2 separate regions of the Mus musculus genome follow, and region 2 is linked to region 1. A link is a contact called in public promoter capture Hi-C data. All regions are on one chromosome and are shown on one strand. The core of a region is the stretch at or near the end of the contact, and the rest is flanking DNA. Distances in the headings are between cores, read along the strand shown.

What was found. Promoter capture Hi-C pulls out the DNA fragments that hold promoters and counts their contacts.
Region 2: a promoter capture Hi-C map of second pharyngeal arch cranial neural crest shows a contact between it and region 1, with 3 times the contacts expected there. The contact joins the promoter of Myo1b here to the enhancer-like site in region 1. A contact is called at or near these places in 13 of 39 promoter capture datasets (the C10 cell line, the HPC-7 cell line, HPC-7-derived erythroid cells and 8 more), 5 of 484 Hi-C or Micro-C datasets (3T3-L1-derived adipocytes, the N1E-115 cell line, bone marrow-derived macrophages and 2 more), 18 of 115 datasets of contacts at active chromatin or transcription factors (the NIH/3T3 cell line, bone marrow-derived macrophages, craniofacial prominence and 9 more) and 4 of 9 other capture datasets (adipose tissue, embryonic stem cells, liver and 1 more).

What each region holds. Positions count from the first base shown.
Region 1 is chr1:51,645,918-51,649,486 of GRCm38.p6, forward strand. Gm31636 (a long non-coding RNA gene) reads left to right here. Exons shown (of 3, transcript XR_373395.1): 3 at 1-29. Among named protein-coding and RNA genes, the nearest start is that of Gm31636, 25 kb to the left of the region's middle. Within about 2 kb of position 1,569, at least 19 of the 459 cell types and tissues checked have an H3K27ac peak or open chromatin away from gene starts, as enhancers often do. A contact at or near this core is called in adipose tissue and second pharyngeal arch cranial neural crest, where this site is marked.
Region 2 is chr1:51,913,964-51,917,532 of GRCm38.p6, forward strand. It overlaps Myo1b (myosin IB), which reads right to left and starts at 2,015. Exons shown (of 31, transcript NM_001161817.2): 1 at 1,798-2,015. Gm33795 (a long non-coding RNA gene) reads left to right here and starts at 2,199. Exons shown (of 3, transcript XR_001778914.2): 1 at 2,199-2,541; 2 at 2,778-2,960; 3 at 3,035-3,569.

The DNA.
Region 1 (3,569 bases), core at 319-2,818:
AGGTGATGTGAATTTGCCCCGGTCTTGAAGTTACCCTGACTTGAAGTTACTTGACTCCCACAATAAGAACTGATCTCATTCTTCAGCAGGCGAGCATGAGTATCCTTTCTGAGACTGGACCCATGGTGACAAATAGGACAGGTCAGAGGAAAATTGCCGTAGTCACTTTTCTCCTTCCACTATGTGGAATGGAGGGACTGCACTGAGGTCACCAGACTTGGTAACAAATGCCTTTACCCCCTGAGCCATCTCTCCAGAAAGTCATCACCACCACCATCACAACCACCATCACCATCATCATCATCATCTCCCTAAATAGCCCAGGTCCCCCAGTGACAACCATGTACTGGGATTACAAGTAGATGCTACAATGATTGCTATTGTCAAATAGACATCATACCATAGCCAGGTTCACAACCAGAAATCAGTGAGTATACATGCACATAAAACACAACAATACGAACACAAATGGTGAACTAGCATGCACTCATTTTTAGGCTGGGGCTTTTGTCCCTCAGCCCCTCCTGCTGCATTCCTCCTGCTCAGTCCATCAGTTGACACTTCCCCACGTACCTCAGGCTAAGCCTGATGGTTTGTTAATCTCCACTAAGTCCCATCCCAGTTCTCAAATGTAACCCCCAGCTGGCATCTCACGTCTCTGATACACACCCTAGCTGTGCCTGATTTGAGAAGTTTCTTTGTTGAAACATTAAGCTTCTTTTAATAGCTGATCATATTAGCAGATTCTCCGTAGCTCCTAGCGAATAGCCTACTAAGTGAGACAGTTGGATGCTGTGTCCCTTGCACGATAGGTGCAGCATTTACAGAGCTGTTTGGTTTTTCCCCTTCCTCCATTAGAATGTAGAAAGCTTGGATCCAGCCTCTGTGTCCTTATTCAGGGCCTTGCATCCAACGCATAGCACCATGTTAAGCACACAGTAGGGCATATGTAAATACTTGCTAAACTAAAGTACAAAGTTATATGGAACCTTAGAAATGACATCCTCTAAGTTTTAGCCCCTTCCGAAGAGTAACTGTTTTTGGAGTATTTACATGCAAAGAGTGAACCTACTTGTCTTTTTTTTCAAAGTGTTTTACTCATTCCAATGCTTATTTGGTATTGCTGGGCATTTTTACGTTTGCTTCTTGTTACCTACTTCGTGACAAGCAGTCTGGTTTAGTAAAAAGAGCCCTCCTTGGTGCAAATAGATCTCTTCCACACCCTAAGGCCCATTACCCCAGCTTGAGGCAAATAGTCCTCAGTCACACCCTAAGGCCCATTATCTCAATTGCTAGGCAGTAGGAGCCTGCAGCCAGTCTGCTTCTACCTACTACAAGGACTGTGTGAACCTCCTGTTTTCTTCTTACTTCTGTTTTCCTCAAGACTTCAAATAGCCAGTAATGTTATCCCTGACATCCATGAGAGCCCTAAGTATAATAGACACAAATAACGTAGCTATTACCCTGTCATCTCACTTCTGCAAAAGCAAGGAGGTAGAGCCAAGCATCCAATCTTGCAGCGTTTGCACCAGAGAGTTCTCAGCTGTATGTCAATCAGCAGCTCGCAGGCAAGATTGCTAGTGTCTTGTCTCTCCACCCTGACGCTTTACCCCAGCCTCCTGTCCAATCATCCATGAACACCTTACTGGCCCCACTCCAGTTTTCACATGATTCTCTGCGATGTAAAGCAGGAGGAAAAGACCAACCGTTCTCCCATAGTTCTTATTTTCCTACAAAGAGTATAGAGCAAGGAAAAAAGTAATTCACTAAACTCAGACTCCATATTTCTGAATTTTGAGAGGAAGAGATTAAAGAATAGTATCCACTAGAGGATGAAAGATTACAATCATCACAAGCCTGGGAAGAGAGCCCGTGACTGCTCTGATAATTATGGGATAGCTCAACACAAGAGGCCAACCGGATGGAATTCCGGGTTCCCTCAGGGACTGCGTTAGGCTTTTGATCAAGTGAATATACTTTTTGGATCTGCAAAATCGTTTCCTTTCATATGTGCCATTTACCTTCCGTGCTCCCCTGGCTTCAATGTTGACACAGCTGCGTTGTTCTCAAGGCTTACCCCACCACCCACACACCTCATAAGACATTCTGATACTTCTCTGCTCAATGACATGTGCATGAACACCACACAGTCAATCTCCTAAGCAGTTGTTACCTCAAATAACCTCAGTGGCACTACTAAGATGGACTAGGAACAAGGCCTAGGGGAAGGCCCTGCCAGGATTGTGCAAGTGGGCTTTGGCAATAGAGCTTTGGCCTGTCTAGAACTAGGAATGACACTGGTTGCTAATAATAGCTATCACTTATTAAGTCCCACAGGCACCAACTGCTTTAGGCTTGAAATAGTGATGGTAGGTAGCATGCATTGGTTGTACGTATTATGTGCTACATACAAAATGCCCTAGATGCATTTCATACCTAACCCATTTCCTGGCTATTTAGGGGGTCAATACTTTAGCACAAGTTACATGAAGAGCCCCGAGGTAGCCCAGCCTTTAACACTAATACTCAGAAGGCAGGAGCAGGGGCTGCTTGAGATAGCTCAGCACGTAAGAGCACTGACTGCTCTACCGAAGGTCCTGAGTTCAAAATCCCACCAACCACCGGTAATGAGATCTGACGCCCTCTTCTGGTGTGTCTGAACAGCTACAGTGTACTTAATTGTAATAATAAATAAAGCTTTGGGCCAGAGGGAGCAGCGTTGACTGGAGCAAGCAGAGGTCCTAAAAAAATTCAATTCCCAACAACCACCCAACAACCACATGAAGGCTCAAAACCATCTCTAGCTACAGTGTACTCATATCCATAAAATAAATTAAATAAATCTTAAAATTATAAAATAAAATAAAAAAAGGTCTTAGAGGAGGAAGAGGAGGAGGCAGGGGCAGGGTTAGGGACAGGGGTATGGTAGGCAGAGCTTTCTGAGTTCCAGGCTAGCCTGGTGTACAGAGCAAGTTCCAGGACAGTCTCAGCTACTCAAGAAACCCTGTCTCAAAACAAAACAAAACAAAACAAACAAACAAAAAACTGAAATGCATGAAGAAACTTGTGTAGACAGATTAAAATTCCACTTTCATGCAGCAATAAACGCAGGTACTAGAACAAGATGTCTAGAAGCTAACCTCAACCAGCACATTCCATTTCCCTCTCTGAGCAGCCTGTTGAAATGCTTGTAACAACTCCACTTTCATATCCACTTCACAGGCGAAGAGGCTGAAGGACAGAGATAGTAGCAGCAGGGATCATCCTTTGGTCCATAGAAACCTTGTCTTTGGGTTAAAGAGACCTTGGTGGCTGTGTGCCCCTGGAGTACCTAGCCCTAGGAGGGAGTACTCAGCCCTCTTATCTGATAGCTCTTCCTTGTCTCCTTCCTGGGTTGTGGGTGGGACCCAGGAGGTCAACAGGATGGTAATAAAGTAACCCCTTCTAACATTTAGTGCTTTAATATACCATGTCTGCTGAAAATGCAATCTGGGGTTCTGGACTCCAAGGTTCCCTGGGCTAAAATCTCACATGTACTACCTAAAATCTACTGAATTTCAATTTTGCCT
Region 2 (3,569 bases), core at 765-3,264, 270 kb after region 1:
TGGAAATGTCAGCCTCCCCTCCCCACCCCACCCCCAGTTCTGCTTGGAAAACCTTGTTCAGAAACACCCATAGCTTGATTCCCCCAGGTTTGCTCCCACTCCCAAAGTCAATTTATCCTTCTGGAACTCTTGATTCCAATCTAGGACTGGGTCACTTTAACAAACACCCAATGTTACTCCTAAAAACAGTGAGAGAGAGAGATTCACTGTCAGGCAGGGTTCTCTCTCTTACTCCCGTAGGCTCACAGGAAAGCCCAGAACACTTGAAGTCATGACTCCAGTACACAAACCCACAATGAGTGTCGGGTGGGTCTTTTCTTTCTTCTGGGACCAATGAAAAAGAATCTTGCATCATCTTACTCATTTATTTAGCAATCTGATTTCCTGGTGCTTCCCAGGCCCCAAATGTTCTTGGAAAAGCATCCTAACTGAACTGTATGATAACGGAGAAAACTATTTTTTGTCAAAAATGGTTCTATACACACCTAACAGGGTGTGGTAGTGCACACCTTTAGTCTCAGCTCTCAGAGGGCAAAAGCAGGCAGTATCTCTGAGTTTCAGGTCAACCAGGGAATAAACCATGTCTCAAAAAGTTTTTTGGTTTTTGGTTTGGTTTTGGTTGTTTGTTTGTTTGTTTGTTTGTTTTCTTCTTAGACAGGGTTTCTCTGTATAGCCCTGGCTGTCCTGGAACTCACTTTGTAGACCAGGCTGGCCTTGAGCTCAGAAATCCGCCTGCCTCTGCCTCCCAAGTGCTGGGATTAAAGGCGTGCACCACCACGCCCGCTTTGGGGTTTAGTTTGTTAGCCTATCCGAGCCACAATAAAATCCACAGATACACATGCACACATATATCCTGATTCATTGTGAAAAATATTTCAAAACAAAACAAACAAAACAAAAGAAGCCCTCTTCGTCCGTTATAAATAACAAGATCTGCCTTCAGCAAACTCCCATAGCCAGAGCCTAGAACTTCAAGAAAGAACAGAACTTGCTGCACCAATTAGTGCTAGGCCGTAGTATGAACAAAGCACCGCAAATAAACTCCACAGGCCTTTAGACAGAAGGTTGTGTTTGTAATTAACTCCAACGCACTCTCATTACCCCCTCCCCAGAGCTCCACCCAGCCCAGCGCCCTGCAGGGCTCCCGTTCCCAGTCTGGTTTCCATTCGAGCCCCGCCCCCTTCCCCTTGCCTCTCTGGGACTGTGAATCAATCCCATCCCGGGCAGGAAACGGGACCCGGGGCAGCCCCCTCCGCTGTGGCGGAACAAAGGAGCGGAGCGCAGCTGCACTCGCAGGGCGATCCATCGGGTCCGGTCGCCCCTCCGGGTGCGCCGCGGCCGGGGCACACCGCACCTGAACCCCACTCCCCAGGACGCCCCATTGTTCCACCTCCGCCTCCACCTCCGCTTCTCCTTCCCACAGGAAGCCATAAGCTTGTCCTTCCATAGAACCTGGGGCCGGGAAACTCCAGTGGGCCAGAGGGATGGAGGGGGATGCGAGTGGGCCCGCGGGAAGCAGGGTTCCCCAGTGCCCGTAGGTAGGAAGCCAATAACACAAAGTGAGAGAACAACTTAGTTTGTAAGCCCCTTCCCTCTCCTGCCGCCCCCGAAGCCACACGGGGCCGCGATCACCCTCGACGACCTCGAGCGCGCGTGGGTTCACGGTGGAGTGCCTCCGCGCCCCACAGGAGCGCCCCGGGAGCTGATGACCCGGGATTGCAGGCTGCGGCTGAGCCTGGGGCCGCGCGCACAAAGGCACGGGCGGGAAGGGAGCCGGCACGGGGGAGTGCAGCGTACCTCGCCCGGCAACCGCTCGGCCACTCCGTCTCCGCGTGCTGCTCGCTGGCCGCCGCCTGGGGAACGCGGGTCAGATCCGATGCGGGGCTTGTGCCACAGTTGCTGCCGGGGATCCCGCGCCGCTCAGCCGACCGTGCGTTCAGTGCACCCACACCGCGTCCGCCGGCTGGGCTCCGAGTGCGCTGGCTAGAGGCGCGGCGGCGGCGCGGCCACTCCCCTCTCCCGGCGGGGGCGGCGACCTCACCGCCCGGACGCGCCCCTCGCTCCCTGGCCGCGGTTCACCCAGGCGCGCAGGCCGCACAGCGCCCCCCGGTGAGCACCCGGCGGGCGGGGACACCCAGGAAAGCGCACTGGCCCTTCACCTTGGCCACTGCATGATCCGCGAACTGCAGACCAGAGATGCAGAGCCGAACAGCTGCAAGAGCCTGGGCGCGAACCTCAGCAGAGAGAATATTCTTCTCCACATTGCCTACCCTCCTAGGTCCAAGTTTGGGTGCCCAAAAATATCACAAAATGACAATTTAATGGAAGAGAAAATGGCCTGCCATGTGAGGCTTTTATTGTCTCTGTCACTGACATACATATTGAATATACCATTAGGTACTGAGCAATGACTGGCAATCACTTGGCCATGGTAGAGGGTCTGAAGACTCAGGACTCCCAGCTTCTCACTCCAGGTGTCTTCACCACGCTGGGATTCGGGACAAGCCACATGACCCTGGGTCTGGCTTGTTCCTGGAAGAGGTAAGGGTGTTCATCAAACTTACTCATGGGGTGAGGTGAGGATTACATGGCTGGGGTGTTAAAAGCGCGGCAGACACAGTAATTATTACTCATGAATCTGACGACTTTATCCTATAATGAAATAAATTGCCATAAATGGGGCCAGGTTTAAGTGCACTGACCTATATCTGGATACTGTCACTGAAAGGAGGCGAACCAAAGATTTCCAACCTTATATAGTCACTCTGTCCCTCCAGCACAGGCCCCAGGACTTCTCAGAGGCTACCAAGACCCTCCTCTACAAACTGACCTGCTGGGAATTCTAGCATCATTGACGGAACCAGCATCAGTTAGGTCTTCAGTCGGCATGGTAATGGTTTAAGCTAACATATTTTGAGTAGTGGATACAATTTTATTTAATCTTCACAAAAACCTGTGAGGTAAGTTACTTTTCAATTTTTGTTTTTGAGGCCAGGACAAACAAAGTCTGAGAGCTTTTTTTTCTTCCTTCCAGCTTATATACAACTATGGAGAACCTCCACAAATTCTTTGGTACACCTCTCATTGAGGAGTGCCATTTGATTGCCCTCCTCTTGAATACAGGCTGGACTGAATTCTAACAAATGGGATACAGTTGGTGGTATGACCAACCCAGCTCTCTCTCTCTCTCTCTCTCTCTCTCTCTCTCTCTCTCTCTTTCTCTCTCTCTCTCTCTCTCTCTCTCTCACTGTGAGGGAGCACACAGAAGCCAGGTATAGCCATATATTCCAGACTAAGAGTGCCCGCATCTGCTCACTGTCCCAGCCATGTGGCTGTGTGAGCCTTAAAGTTGACTTAGTCACAGTCACCTTATACTACATGAAGTAAGACCTAGAGTGAAACCCCAGCTAACTCAAGTCAGTCTCCAGAAACATGAAGTGAAGGAGGGTTTGTCATTGGTGACTTGGCCTAGTGGTAGCATAAATGATTGCCTCCACCACAGCTGACCAAACAAGCTACCCTAGACCTTGATAACTTAGTACAGTAAAGACACCGCTCTCAGCTTCCAG